Linked DNA regions of Mus musculus: region 1 is linked to region 2. The links are chromatin contacts, called in public promoter capture Hi-C maps. All regions are on one chromosome and are shown on one strand. Each heading gives the region's core, a stretch centred on a gene start, on an enhancer-like site or on the middle of the called end of the contact. The rest is flanking DNA. Distances are from core to core; before and after follow the strand shown.

Region 1 (2,700 bases), core at 114-2,613, 480 kb after region 2:
AGAGACTAAGTAGTGACTTTTTTAGCAGACCTGTGTTTCACAGGTTTTGTCCCCAGGCTAGACCCTGCCAGGTTCTGGAGACATCCTTACCAAGCTGGGGGTGCAGCTAGGATTCTCGCTGGAAGAGGCCACCTAAGAAGGGGATGCTGCTGACTGGAGATTCGGGCAGCAGGCAGCAAAGATGGTGGTAGAAAGGCTAGAGAGGCATCCCTGTCAGCTTGAGGGCAGACAGCTGGCTTAAAAGAGCCCAGACCAGGCTTAGCTTTGGGGAGCTACAAACAGAACTGCTGGAAACTGGTACACCACAGGAAAATGTTAGCTGTTTTTAAGCACTTTTCTTTTCTCATTTATTTTTAAGAACTTTTTAAACAGTTATTTACTGTGTGTTGTGTGACTGCCCGGGATGTGTGTGGAAGTCAGTGGACAACTTGCGAGAGTAGCTTCTCCACTATCACATGGGTTCTGGGGACTGAAGTCGGGTCTGCAGGGTTGGCAACTGTCGCCTTTACTCCCAGAGCTATCTCATCGGCCCTACCTGTTTATTTTATTTTTTATAAAGAGAGGAAGAAATCATGAATATATTTAAATGATTTCATATTTAGTGGAAATCTCTTTCTCTCTCTCTTTTTTTTTTTAAAGATTTATGTATTCATTATATGTAAGTACACTGTAGCTGTCTTCAGACACTCCAGAAGAGGGCATCAGATCTCGTTACAGATGGTTGTGAGCCACCATGTGGTTGCTGGGATTTGAACTCCAGACCTTCGGAAGAGCAGTCGGGTGCTCTTACCCACTGAGCCATCTCACCAGCCCCCTGTTTATTTTTAAGATATGGTCTTATGTAGTCCAGGCTGGCTTTGACAACCTCAAACATCTGGTGCTCCTGCCTCCACATCCTGAGTGCTGGAAACAAGTGTGCACACCATGTCCAGTTTATACAATGACCCTCAGTCATGCTGGGCACACATTCCACCAGCTGAGCTATACCTCCAGTCTGGAAAGTGGAAACTATCTGGAGTGGCCATTAGGAGTTAGTACCCGAGGCTTTCATGGGGAATTTACCAAGCAGAGCTTGCTAGAACCTATTATGAGGACCCTGGTAGAAGCAGCAAGAAACCCAACAAGGGCACTGAAGGGCAATAAAACAATCTAGAGAGTAAACTGGTGTCATAGCTCAGAGCAGAACCCAGAGCCAGGGAACCTGGCACTCAGTGCCAGCCCCTATGCAGGTGACCTTGGGCAATGTCACCCTCTTGGTTTGCTTTTTTTTTTTTTCCCTCTCAAACAATTGTGTAATAATGTAGCTTAGGTGACAAAGTGCCTGCTTAGTGTGTGCTTTGTTCCACCCCAGCATTGCATAAACTAGGCACAGCTGGGGCACATCTGTAATTCCGGAACTCAGGAAGTGCAGGCAGGGAGGTCGGAAGCTCAAGGTTACCTTCAGCTAGCCGGAAAGTTGGAGGCCAACTAAGTTTCATGGGATCATATTTCACACACACACACACACACACACACACACACACACACACACACACACACACACGAGAGAGAGAAAGAGAGAGAGAGAGAGAGACAGACAGACAGACAGACAGACAGAGACAGAGAGACAGACAGAGACAGAGAGACAGAGAGACAGAAAGACAGAGACAGAGAGAGTGTCTAGGGTGTGCTGGCATACCTGTAACCCCAGGACTCACAAAGCTGAATCAGAAAGATCACTACAAGCTCCAGGTCAGCTAAGGCTCCAGAGTAAGGCTTTCAGATGGGGTGAGTGGGGTTGGAGAGATGGCTCAGTGGTTGAGAGTCCATACGGTTCTTGCAAAGCACCCAAGCTTGGTTCCCAGCTCCCATGTCAAGCAGCTCACAACTGCCTGTAACTCCAGCTCCAGGAGATCCACCATCTCTGGTCTCTGTGGCCAGTCATGTGCCTATGCCCACTGCCTCCCCGTGCACACAGGATAAAATAAATCCTAAACAAACGAGAAAGGGCGGCGAGATGGCTCAGCAGGTAACAGTACTTGTTGCCAAGCCTGATGGCCGGAGTTTGATCTCTGATACAGACATGGCAGAATGAGAGAGATGACTCCTACAAGTTGTCCTTTGATCTCTACACATGCACCAAGCCATATGTGTGTGCAAGTACACACACACACAATACACACACACAATACATACATACATACATACATAATGTAATTTAAATCTAAAGCAGGACGCTAATAATCATGACTTCACTAGACTACAAGAAGACCGACTGAATAAATATCTGGCACGTGACATTATTATGATAATTTTTTTGTTTTTAAGTTTTGAGTCAATGTCTATGATCCAGATCCACAACAGATCTATTCAGACTATGGCTACTCAAAGTTTGATCCAATGACTAGAAGAACCAGTATTGTGTGGGGGCTTGTTAGAGATGAAATTCTGGAAATTGGGGGGGTGGCAGCTCATACCTCTAATCCTAACACTAAGGGAGCCTGAGGCAGGAGGCTAGCCATGTATCCCAGGCCTGGAGTTCAAGGTCATCTTCAGCTAGACGGCTGAAGTGTGACTCTTCCTCAAAAGAGATGGGGGGCGGGGTGAGGAGAGAAGGAAAAGATAAGGAAGAAAGGGAGGAAAGGAGAGAGGAAGGAAGAAAGGGCAGGAGGGAGAAAGAAGAGAGGGAGGAAAAAGGGAGGGAAGGAAAGGACAGATTTA
Region 2 (2,700 bases), core at 103-2,602:
AGTCTCTTATTCACAGGGTGGTGGTGATGGTTTTATTCCCTTCCTTCCTTCCTTCCTTCCTTCCTTCCTTCCTTCCTTCCTTCTCCCCGTATAGCATTGGCAAGACCAGGCTGCCCTCAAACCCAGAGATTTACCTGCCTCTGCCTCTGCCTCCCAAGTGCTAGCCTTAAAGGCGTGTGCTGCCGTCACCTGGCCCAGTTTATTCCTTTGCTTCTGAGAGGAACCCAAACCTGAGAGAGCCTGGCAGTTGGGCAGCCACGCTGGCTGACCAGCGCATGGAAAAGGAATTTGTTTTGGCCTGTTAAAAGCTGAGGCTGGTCGTCCTCTATCGGGGTACCCAGGGGAACACTTGCAACAGGGTCATGGGAGCACAGGTGGTGTTTGTAGGATGGCTACTCAACAGTCAGCACAAATGAGAACAGATGCCCCAAGATACTACTGTATGTCCCTGTCCCTTGTCCCCTCTCCCCCTGTAATATTCCCCCAGCTATCTGTGAGCCAAAGCCATATAAGAGAAACTGCAGTCCTAGCCCTCCATGATGCCAGCCGCTTCTCCAAGCATCTTCTGGTGGAGGATGCAATCACTGCCCTATTTCCCAACAATGTCACACTTATAGAGAACTTTAGCTCTGGGTCTGGGCTAAAGGCTTTGCCTGGATATTCTAGAATGATTATCGTATCATAGAGGGGAAGGTGAGTGGCATACAGGCTTCTCAGCTCTGCAGGTCCCTGCACCATCTTGCTAGACAAGCCATTCAAGGGTTTTCCCGTTAATTCCTCCTTCCCAGTTTAGAGGTTCGGTAGGGTCTTGAGGGAGCAGTCCCACAAGTCTGATTTTGAAAGAAATAAGAACTGTACAACCCCAGGGACCGAGGAAGAGGAGGGTTGGCACTGCTTACCATCTGGGGCCGACCAGAGAATTCTTTCCCCTTCTTCACGAGCACTTCTCTGGCCAGCTGATAGTGACCGACAATCACTGCAGTTGTGGTACCCAGGCGAAGAGAATAGATGGGACCATACTTTTCCTGCAGCTTGAAGAAGTTGGCATGCATATGACCACGTCTGGGGAGAAACGGTAGACTACCCACCAGGGGCAGGAATGGAAGGCTCCTGGGGAACTTGGCATTAGGTGTCTTTGACTTGGGCCAAAAGAAATAGGCCAGGATGAGCAGCAAGAGACCCACAAGTTCCCACATGGCAGCCAGGTGTAGGCAGATGGCCAGCTGTGGAGTGGAGAAGCTACAGCAATTTCAGCAGAGAAGGAGAACTTTTAAAAGGCGTTTCTGATTGTCACCTTGAAGACGTGTTATCTCTTGGCCTGCAGAAGTTTATCCTGGAGTGTCTCCAAGCCTGAGTCCTCACCCAGAAAAGGGAGAGGAGAGGGAATTTGGCCTCCACAAGGGCTGGCTCAGATTAAGGACGAACTCCTGGAGGAGGAGCTGGCTAAAGAGCAGAGAGTTGGTCATCTCCCTGGGGCTTCTGCGCTATGGATCCTCCCAGAGGCAAATGCTATCAGATTAAGATCAAGGTTTCAGAGTGCGTGCTGTAATGTCAAAAGTGCTGCACAGTTAATAATTAATGTCATCAGGTTGCAGCTAGCCAAAGCTGTCAAAGAGACTTCAGTCTTATTATCTGATAGTTGAGGAGAGAGAGGTCTTTTAGGGTTAGTTTGCATAAGGTCACACAAGGCAGTGATGATAAGAATCCAGAAGTCATAGGCTTTCAGGTACACAGAACATCAGCTCAAGGGCCATTGCAGGTCTCTGTTCAAATAGCTTGGTTACTTTCTAGGTACATTCTCTTGAATGGGCTATTTAATATTTTCTGGAAATAAATGATTTTGTCATGTTACTATGTATAAAACGTAAAATGCATCATTTAAAATACTTTAACTAAGAGCTGGAGAGATGGCTCAGCAGTCAAGATGCCTCGTTGCTCTTCCAGAAGACCCAGGTTAGATTCCCAGCACTGACATGGTAGCTCACAACTTTCTGTACCTCTGGTTCCAGGAAAGCACCTTCTGGCCCCTGAAAGCACCCCCAACACACACGGTCTGCATACATACATGCAGGTAAAACACTCATGCCTATAAAATAATAAAACACTAGTTAAAAATCATATAAAATATCTAACTAGTATCTTAAACACAAAAATTACAGAGTAACATTTTAATTGTCATTTTAAAAATTTATTACATTTGAGCCATCTCTCTGCCTCTTTAATCATTTTTAAAGGTACATTTTAGGGACGGCAATGCCAATACTCAGCTGTAATCCCAGCAGACACAGGAGGGTTGGGCCAGCCTCAGTTTCATAGGAAGTCTGAAGTCACCCTGGGCTATAAAACACTATGGCCCACTCAAGATCAACAGCAAAAGTTTACATTTTAGGCGTATATATATATATATATATATATATATATATATATATATATGTATTGTGCAGCGAATTTTATTGATGGTATTCAAGAGGGTAGGGAGGGCTCCCTAGGCCCCTCCTGTTATTATGGGGGTCTGGGATGGAAATTGTGAGGGAGATGCTCAGAGTTGGGCTAGGGACTCCTCAGCAACCGAGGGCCTCTCTCTTGCTCTCAGTGTCCTTGCTGGGGTGGGTGGTCCAGGGTTTCTTACTCCTTGAAGGCCATGTAGGCCATGAGGTCCACCACCCTGTTGCTGTAGCCATATTCATTTTCTTACCAGGA

The links. Promoter capture Hi-C pulls out the DNA fragments that hold promoters and counts their contacts.
Region 1: a contact with region 2 is called in a promoter capture Hi-C map of embryonic stem cells, with 2.5 times the contacts expected there. The contact joins the enhancer-like site here to the promoter of Cyp17a1 in region 2. A contact is called at or near these places in 7 of 39 promoter capture datasets (the 3T3-L1 cell line, the HPC-7 cell line, cranial neural crest and 4 more), 2 of 15 datasets of contacts at CTCF or cohesin (embryonic stem cells and stem cell-derived epiblast-like cells), 13 of 484 Hi-C or Micro-C datasets (B cells, the G1E-ER4 cell line, brain and 5 more) and 2 of 9 other capture datasets (adipose tissue and liver).

The regions. Positions count from the first base shown.
Region 1 is chr19:47,148,703-47,151,402 of GRCm38.p6, forward strand. No RefSeq gene overlaps it. Among named protein-coding and RNA genes, the nearest start is that of Calhm1, 5.9 kb to the left of the region's middle. Within about 2 kb of position 1,364, at least 33 of the 459 cell types and tissues checked have an H3K27ac peak or open chromatin away from gene starts, as enhancers often do. A contact at or near this core is called in brain, cerebral cortex and embryonic stem cells, where this site is marked.
Region 2 is chr19:46,671,648-46,674,347 of GRCm38.p6, forward strand. Cyp17a1 (cytochrome P450, family 17, subfamily a, polypeptide 1) reads right to left here and starts at 1,353. Exons shown (of 8, transcript NM_007809.3): 1 at 900-1,353. The coding sequence starts at 1,196. The region is part of intron 1 of Gm41857 (predicted gene, 41857); the gene reads left to right. It also overlaps the pseudogene Gm6967. RefSeq lists a promoter at 1,221-2,270 and a cis regulatory region at 1,494-1,593.